Linked DNA regions of Mus musculus: region 1 is linked to region 2. A link is a contact called in public Hi-C data. All regions are on one chromosome and are shown on one strand. The core of a region is the stretch at or near the end of the contact, and the rest is flanking DNA. Distances in the headings are between cores, read along the strand shown. Region 1 has its middle 13 kb from the start of Gm13561. Region 2 has its middle 9.6 kb from the start of Tank.

Region 1 (4,263 bases), core at 405-2,904, 860 kb after region 2:
GATCCCAAGTTGGAGGGATGGGGTAACCAACACACCATCCATTTTTTTTTTTGTCCCAGAATTGTTCCTGTCTGAAAGAAATTGTTCCTGTCTGGAACAAAAATGGAGCATAGAATGAAGGAAAGGTGGTCTAGTGACCTTCTTGGTTCTAAGGTCACAGTGGTGATTCCAACATGGAGTCAGTTGTGCTAATGCCTCAGGGCCTTTCCATCAGAATGCGTTGGGGAGTGTTCTTTCCCTGTCTATTCTATAGGATGGTTTGAGGGATGTGGCATTTTTCATTTACTTCTGGAAGAATTCAGCAGCTAATCTGAGGAAATATTCCCAGTTTTCTTTCTGCCTTCTGTAGCTTTATACTTTAGGCATGATGTGATATGGAGAGATTCTTTTCTAGCTATGTGTATTTGGGGATCTAGAGTCCTACATTTGGACATCCATTTCCTTCCCTAGATGTGGAAAATTTTCTGCTATTATGTCACTGATTGAGTTTCCTAGCATTTTTTTCTTCCACATCCATCCCCTACCCCTCACATCTAAGAGATTTGAAGCCCCTAGTTATGCTCCAAAGGTCTTGACTGAAATTTTTCTGTATTGTTTCTTGACTATAAAATTCTTAATCTTATCATCGATTCCCAGTACTCTCAGAGTCTTCTGCCTGGTTCAGTCTCCTGGAAACACCTTACACTGAATTTTTTGGTGAGCAGCCAAAAAACCCAATCTATAACAACACTCAGGGACGAAAGCAAGCTACTGTAACAGCAACACCATCAAACAAACCCGATAGAGAAACACAATAAAAACCAATCAACACTCTAGTTCACCTTCAGTAATCATAGAAAAGGAAGCAGAAAAAGTAATAGGAAAAAAAAAACCACTATGAAAAGCGGTCATTAGTAAAGGTAATAACAGTAAAATAAAGAAATACAAGAGGAAAAAAAAAACGAACAAAGAAAACAAAATAAAAGATTCCAAACTAAAGAAAAACATGCAAATAAAATTAAGTAGAAATAAAAAGAGGAATTAAAATGCGAACATCAAAGGTAAAAATGAGAAAATAAAATAAAAATAATGCTAATAGATTGGGGTTTTTAAAGCAGTTTTGTTTTGTTTTTTGCTTGTTTTGTTTTTGTTTTTGTTTTGTTCTAGGAACAGACTTGGAGAAGTTTCTGGTAATCTGGGTTGGGATGTGTGTAGCGTGAGTTTTGGGCTTGTGTCTATCGTGCCTTAACAATTGGTTATACAGTCGGCTAAGGACTTGGCCAAAGTTTGTTGCCACCATCAGAGCTAAATCTGCCTTCAGATTTCGTTGTCCTTCCCCCCCAACCCCCACCTCTATCCCCACCCCCACCCCCTCCCGCTTTTGCTGTTGGTCCTAATCAGCTCTGAGCTCTCAGCAAGTTGTGAGTTAATACGGAAGCCTCTATCTGTGAGCTTCGGTGTTCCCGGAGTGTAGTGGAGGATCGAGGATGCGGACAAAGCTCTAGGATCAGTGGTGGGGATACTGACCGGAAGGAATCATACTGTGCTTGCTGGTCTCTCCGCTTTCACATCCTGTTGAGCAGGAAACCACCTTGGGAGAGACAAACCTACAGGAAACAGCTGATCTTCTGGGAGTAGTACAGCCAGCAGCAAGCTCCACCCAGCAGCAGGTACTCCTCCCAGCAGCAAGCTCCACCCAGCCTGCAGGCAGCCTGTGAGGCCAAGCCATCCTTTAGCCATGTGCTCAGAGCTTTCCAGTTCTCTGATCCACAGAGGGCAGAGCTACAGGCTACTGCACAGTCCTCAGCCAACGCTCATCAAGTGCACACACATCTGGTCCTCCTCTCAACATCGTCTCTACTGAGCCTCTTACTGCTGTGCCCCACCCAGAAACCATGGCAGAATATCTCCAAGAGGCTTAGCTAGAGACCATTTCTTGCTTTCAGTTCCCTAAAATAACAGTCTCAACTAACAGGCTCTCTTTTAAGGCAGTGCCTGGCTATCTAGTACTCTGGAATAGTCAAGGGGATCAAATTCAAGAGAATTCTTCCTTAATGCTGACCTGCCAAGCAAGAAGGATCACTGTCATACTAAACTCCTGCCCTGGATTCAAGGCTTGTGAAAACTGTGAGTTAGGCTACATAGAAAAACGATAGCACATGAGCTTTCCAATTGGGTTTTTCTCCCTTGCCCTTTTCGTCCTAAAGGATATTGACTACTTCTCTTAGTTTCCAAAGAGGTTCTGCTATGGCACACACGTTGTAAGGGGGGGGGGGTACTTTAGAGTTTAGACAATGAGAAATAGAAGCTAGAGGTCAAGGATAGGGAGGGAAGAGGGGGGGGGGATAACAGTGGCAGAATTACAGTTATGAAGTAGCAAAGGAATCATCTTATGGTTGGGGGTCACCACCACATGAGAAACTATAAAAAGGTCACAGCATTAGGAAGGTTCAGACCACTGCTTTAGAGCGTACAAGCAGAGAGGTTTTCCAGGAATTTTAGAAACAGAAACGCTTGAGGCATATAACACAAGAGAGACTTGTATTTTAATCAGGTGAGATTATATTTGGCTTCTAGCTGTAGAACAATATCTGAATAACAGTCCCTGACTCAACACAGAGCATTGTTTTCAAAACACATGCATGCACATGCGCACGCGCAGGATGAGCGGGCATAGGCAGTGTTAATAACTGCGAAGGAAGTTGCATGGCCAACAGCATTTGGTATGAGCCCCTCGCTTTCTTCCATCACTATTGGTGCCGTCTCTCGGGGACCAAAATAGGTGTTTCAGCTCTAGTCAAATCATCTACATTATTGCTGTACGAAGGAACAGAGAAAGAAACTGCTGATGCCGTTTTTTAGATGTTTCCCGGGAGTGACTCCAGTACCTCCACTTAAAATCATTGCTGGCCGTCGACTTCCATGGCTTCAGCGGGGCAGTGTTCTGCCTTATTCCAGGTGTGTGTCCTGTTAAGAAGAGTATTTCTGGAGAAGAAAAGAAGAAAGGACGCCGCTGCCGAGTGAACGAATACCAGACATCTCAAGAAAGGGAGAGGGATTAAAAGGCAGTATTGTGAACTATATGGTTAAATACTTTAAACTCCACCTGAAAAGCAAAGTGAATGGCTTGAGTTAAGGTCGTGATCTATACTATATTCTATTGTCTATGACATAGAAATGAGGTTCAGCCACAGGGCCCATGTTCATTGTTCCTCCTGTTACTACAGAGGTCATTAAACATCTATTTCTGGCCCCTACTCTACACTCTTCCTGGTGAAGTACTTTCTCTTCCCATTTAATGTACTTGTAAAACAGGAAAGCATTTTATGCCTGCCACTGCTTAAAAATATTGCATTTTCCAATGGACGGCCTAAACTCTCACTTTCAAATAAGGCGTGATAAAGAGTTTAGTCATATTTACTCTTTCACCTTTCTTTGTTTTAACATCTGAGGAGACTAGGACAATTTTTAGTGCTAAGTGAGCTATCAGAACATAGGTCTTTCATCTCAGCATTTGGCATGTAGAAACATGTGGATCTCAGTTAGTTCAAAGTCAGCCTCCCCTACATAGTGACTTCTAGGTCTGCCAGGCTACCCTGTGAGACCTTGTCTCAAAAACTAAGCAAAGCCAAACCACAAAAATAAATGTTGGTGTTCCAGGGCTATTGCAGGGATGAAACGTTGCTGGTCATACAACTTTGTTAGAAATGTTAAAAATTACCTATGTCAGAGCATTGCCAGTGTGTGTATGTGGGGGGAGGGGCAGACATGAGTATACAGATTAGCTTCTCATTTCCCTTGCAGGGGTGTTCATTATATAGGCAAGAGGCAAAATAATAAGACGATGCATGTTGATTACAGTAAATCTGGAAAGGCATAAAGAAGAAAAAACAATTTTGGTCATATTAATAAGGTTCTTTCTAGTCTTGTGTACATGAGTTTGTATGAATATGAACATGTATATTCATATGTGTGTGTTTAAGAAAAACAGTATTGGCTATAAACATACAGTATTTTGGTTTGTCCTCTGTGTTCTGACTAAACCCTTTACACTTTAAAAGGCCTTTTGAAGCAGAGGGTTTGTTTGGTTTGTTGTTGTTGTTCTTAAACTGCTGCCTAGTATTTGGTTATATAAGACTACTTGTCTTAGTTAAGGTTCCCTTGCGGTGAAGAGATACCATGACCACAGCAACTCTTATAAAGGGAAACGTTTAATTGGGGCTGGCCTACACTTTCAGAAGTTAAGTTCATTATTGTCATAGTGGGAAACATGGCAACGTGCAA
Region 2 (4,557 bases), core at 276-2,775:
TGATTGATATAAATTTAATGATTTTTTTTAAACATAGCTTAGGTTTTGTTTGAAAACAATTTTAAAACAATTCTTCTGTTCAATTTTTTTAAACATATAGACGCACATGATATCCTATACTTTTAAAAATCATTTCTATAACTGCATAGATAATCCTTTCTGGTGCTCACTGTTTTATATTTGTATTCTCTCTCTCTCTCTCTTTTTCTTGATTGGTGGATATCACGGAACTAACCCCTTGGATGTGACATTTTATACTTAGCTGTATACAAAATATCTTTTGGTTTTATCTTTGCTAATATTTGAGAGATATTTTAAAGATTATTTTACTCTTCTCAGTTGCTGATTTGAGTGTTTAAGTTTATATATTTTCAACCCTTTACTGTTTCCTAATAATATTTAAGACTATAGAACTTTTAGGGCCACTTTAACTACAACTGATAAATGTTTATATGTCACTATTACAGTAACATAGCTCCATAGTTTCAGCAGGGCTGTTTGGTTTGGCTTTGGGTGCATGGGTGGGAGTGGGGAGTGCTGAGGACCGACCCCCAGGACCGCATACAAGCTCAGGATGCAACTTTACCGGTTTTAACTGCAGTTTTATTTTCTCTTTAACCTGGAAGCTATTTAGGCCAGTAAACTTTGTTTAGAACCATTTTAGATTAAAAAAATTAAGCAAGAACTATTATAGATAATATAGGTATTATATGTACTATAGACAATATATACATTGTATATATATATGTGTGTGTGTGTATATATGCATATATATATGTATATATATATATATATCTTGTATGTCATCCTACTTCCTGCCTTTAACCCAGTGTCACTGCTATTGACGTTAGCATAGATATAACAAATCTAGATCTTTTTATTTTATTAAGTCTTTAGAAGTTTTTATTATTTATTTGGCTTATCTCTCCTGTAGTGCCTGTTAGGCCCTTTCCCCTGATAACTCGTTTGTCTTTTTCTAGTTCTTTGGAGTATACAGGGTCTCACCTTATTCTGATTCTCTAGCAATGGAATTACAAGAGCCCCATCACCATGCCTTCTTATTTGTTTACATGAGCTCTGGAGATCAACTTGGGTTCCCAGGCTTGTAAGGAAGTGCTTTATCAGCAGAGCTAGCTCCCCATCCGAAAGTTTTCCTTTCCTTTCTCTTCTCTTCTCTTCTCTTCTCTTCTCTTCTCTTCTCTTCTCTTCTCTTCTCTTCTCTTCTCTTCTCTTCTCTTCTCTTCTCTTTTCTTCTTTTCTTCTTTTCTTTCTTTCTTTCTTTCTTTCTCTCTTCCTTTCTTTCTTTCTTTCTTTCTTTCTTTCTTTCTTTCTTTCTTTCTTTCTTTCTTTCTTTCTTTTTTGTCTAGATCACATTTATATATTTACTGGGTGTGATGATCAGACATACCTAGAGCATGTCTGCTTTTTCCTCCCACCTTATCTGTGGTCAGACTTAGTGATGAGTGTCTTTATAGACACTGAGCTATCTCATCCCCCTCTGGTTTTCTTCTTAATGAGGATGTTAACTTGTATTCATGGTTCACTGAGCGCCTTTTTAAAGCTACCTGGCCTTTCATGTGTTGCAATGTTGCTTTCACTAACCTCTAAGAAAATCTTCTTTGTTTTGTGATTTCTTTTCTGGCTCACTGGTTGCTTTAGAATGTGTTCATCTTCACAGATCTGTGTCTTTTCCAGTTTTCCTTGGATTATTGACTTCCATCTTCTTTCTATCTTAGTTGAAGAAAGTATTTCATATGACTTCGGTTTTCTGAAATACAGTGAGACTTTGGAAGGGGCAGCATTGGGTCTATCCTGGAGAAGAGTCCTTGTCCACTTGAGGAGAGTGTGTTCTGCTTCCTTTTGGCACAGTGCTCGGTTGACTCGGGGTTGGCCCAGTTGGCTCACAGTACTGTTTCAGTTGCCATTTCCCTATGCTCTGTTTTTCTGCTTGTCATCAAATGTGGCGTAATGAAATCTCCAAGGATTGTTGTAGTCTATTTCCCTTTTCAGTTGTGTAAATGTGCTTTTCAAATTTCTTTAGGGCTCTCTTTTCTGTTTATATGTATAATTGTTATATCTTCTTGGTGAATGTTTTTATAAATGTATATGTATAGGTTTTTTTTTTGTTGTTGTTGTTGTTTTTTGTTGTTTATTTGTTTGTTTGGTTGGTTTGGTTTGGTTTGGTTTGGTTTGGTTTTTTTGAGACAGGGTTTCTCTGTATAGCGTTGGCTGTCCTGAAACTCACTCTGTAGACCAGGCTGGCCTCGAACTCAGAAATCAGCCTGCCTTTGCCTCCCAAGTGCTGGGATTAAAGGCATGCACCACCATCACCCGGTTGTATGTGTATTCTTATTGTTTGTCTCCTATGGAGGGTTTTTTATTCAACACATATTCTGTCTAATATTAGTACAGTCACCCATCTCTCTTTTGATTACTGAACTCAGAAATATTTTTTCATCTTTTATCGTTATTATTTTATCTTTGTGTGTTTTTGTACAGCATATATATGCTTGGGTGTGTGTAAGCATTTCCATGTGTGAATTCACGTGCATGTACATCATGGTGCACCTGTGGAGGTCAGAGGTCACCCTCACATGCCAGTGGTTCTCAGCTTCTTCCATCTTTGAGAAAGGTGCTCTTAGTTTTGTTTCTTTCCCACTGCATAGGCCAAGTTACAGGGCCCCTGGTTTCCAGGGATTCGTCTCTCTCTGTCTCCCATCTCCCCATAAAGATGTTGATATTATAGACATGTGCTACAGCATCTGGACTATACAGCTCTGAGGATTCAAACTTTGAGCCTCATACTCGCATGGCAAACTCTTTATATGCCGAGCCATCTCTCCAGTCCACATCTTTCACTTTCATTGATGAGTGCCTTTTCATCTGAAGTAAGCCTCCTCTAGATAGCATAGTTTAATCTTTGCTTATGTTGGATTTTTCATTGTCCAAGCTCTGCTTTCTATCTATTTTTAAGGTAATCACTAATAAGACGTGCCACTTAATGAATGCATTCTTTATAATGTATTTCTTTTTTTTTTTAAGTCCAAAGTAAAAATACCCAGGCTTAAGAATGGATGAATCATGCCACTTAAAAAAACAAAACCAAAACCAAAATAATAAAAACCCTCCAATGAACATTACTTTTTTTTAACCCATGGTACAGTCTTATGCCATAATCACTTTCACTAATTCAAGTGAGATTATATTTAGAAATGAAGTCTAGCATAAAAGTGAATGGCTAGCAAAGTTACAATAAGTTTTAAAGTTACAAAATAAACAAATGGCACGTAATCAAGAGTACAGACAACGAAGAAACCCTGTCAACCTCAGGCAGGGCAAGAAGTTGAAGCTGCTCAGATCTGATAGAATTTGTCTAGTTTGCACTGAGAAATTTGTAAAGTAAATAGAAATAATATCTCTGAGTTACTGGCAAAGAAAAGCTTAGGTATTACCTATCTGGATTCTTATAGAGAAGTTGAAATATTTCTTCATTGAAAGAAAACAATCTTTAAAGGTTTAGTAATCATTTCATGAATTCACAATAGAAGGCCTAGTTAAGTTAAAATATTACTAAATATTTGGTTGAGGATCAGTTTAGAGAAGATGGCTTTGACATTCAAAGTTCACGAGAAAAACTCAGCTATCTTTTAATTTTGCTTTAATGTCAAATTAAATAAGGCAACTTTAAAATTCAATAAAAACACGATTAGTCTGTTTTAAGAAGAATTTCCAAAATTCAACCCATTAGCTTTTTTTCAGGAGATATCATATGTGAGAACCAATTATCCTAACTTAACTTTAGAAGTTCAAATGCAAAATAAAGCTCACAGCACAATGATGTAAGATATTTCCTCCTCAGTATCAAAGAATTACTTTATGTTCGTAGATGCTATTCGGTGCCAATGGGTAATTCAACTCAAATGGTAGCTTGCCTGGTCAACATCCTTCTCAATAACTTCTTGTTTGCATTGAGGATTGTCTTAGTCAGGGTTTCTATTCCTGCACAAACATCATGACCAAGAAGCAAGTTGGGGAGGAAAGGGTTTATTTGGCTTACACTTCCATGCTGCTGTTCATCGCCAAAGGAAGTCAGGACTGGAACTCAAGCAGGTCAGAAAGCAGGAGCTGATGCAGAGGCCATGGAGGGATGTTCTGTACTGGCTTGCCTCACCTGGCTTGCTCAGCCTGCTCTCTTATAGAACACAAGACTACCAGCCCAGAGATGGTTCCACCCACAAGGGGCCTTTCCCCCTTGATCACTAATTGAGAAAATGCCTTACAGTTGGATCTCATGGAGGCATTTCCTCTACTGAAGATCCTTTCTCTGTGATAACTCCAGCTGTGTCAAGTTGACACAAAACTAGCCAGTACAAGGATGTTCTGACATCATTGTCACTTCCTTAAACTACTCTGTGAACGAAAGCTGGTGACTTTCTGCCTGAGCCAGCTGCTGATGACAGCATAGCCAACATAATCACTGCTGACTGCAGAGATTCATGTTTTCAAGAGAAGCCCCTTCATGGACTGCTTGAATCATCCTTATAATTTGGTTCCCAG

Evidence for each region. A called contact is a pair of places that touch in the nucleus more often than the background predicts.
Region 1: a contact with region 2 is called in a Hi-C map of B cells, with 14 read pairs. The contact joins two enhancer-like sites. A contact is called at or near these places in 4 of 39 promoter capture datasets (embryonic stem cells, liver and pre-B cells), 1 of 484 Hi-C or Micro-C datasets (B cells) and 2 of 9 other capture datasets (embryonic stem cells and liver).

What each region holds. Positions count from the first base shown.
Region 1 is chr2:62,439,592-62,443,854 of GRCm38.p6, forward strand. No RefSeq gene overlaps it. Among named protein-coding and RNA genes, the nearest start is that of Gm13561, 13 kb to the right of the region's middle. Within about 2 kb of position 1,655, at least 112 of the 459 cell types and tissues checked have an H3K27ac peak or open chromatin away from gene starts, as enhancers often do. A contact at or near this core is called in B cells, where this site is marked.
Region 2 is chr2:61,581,221-61,585,777 of GRCm38.p6, forward strand. It overlaps a transcript of Tank not described here. Among named protein-coding and RNA genes, the nearest start is that of Tank, 9.6 kb to the right of the region's middle. Within about 2 kb of position 1,526, at least 21 of the 459 cell types and tissues checked have an H3K27ac peak or open chromatin away from gene starts, as enhancers often do. A contact at or near this core is called in B cells, where this site is marked.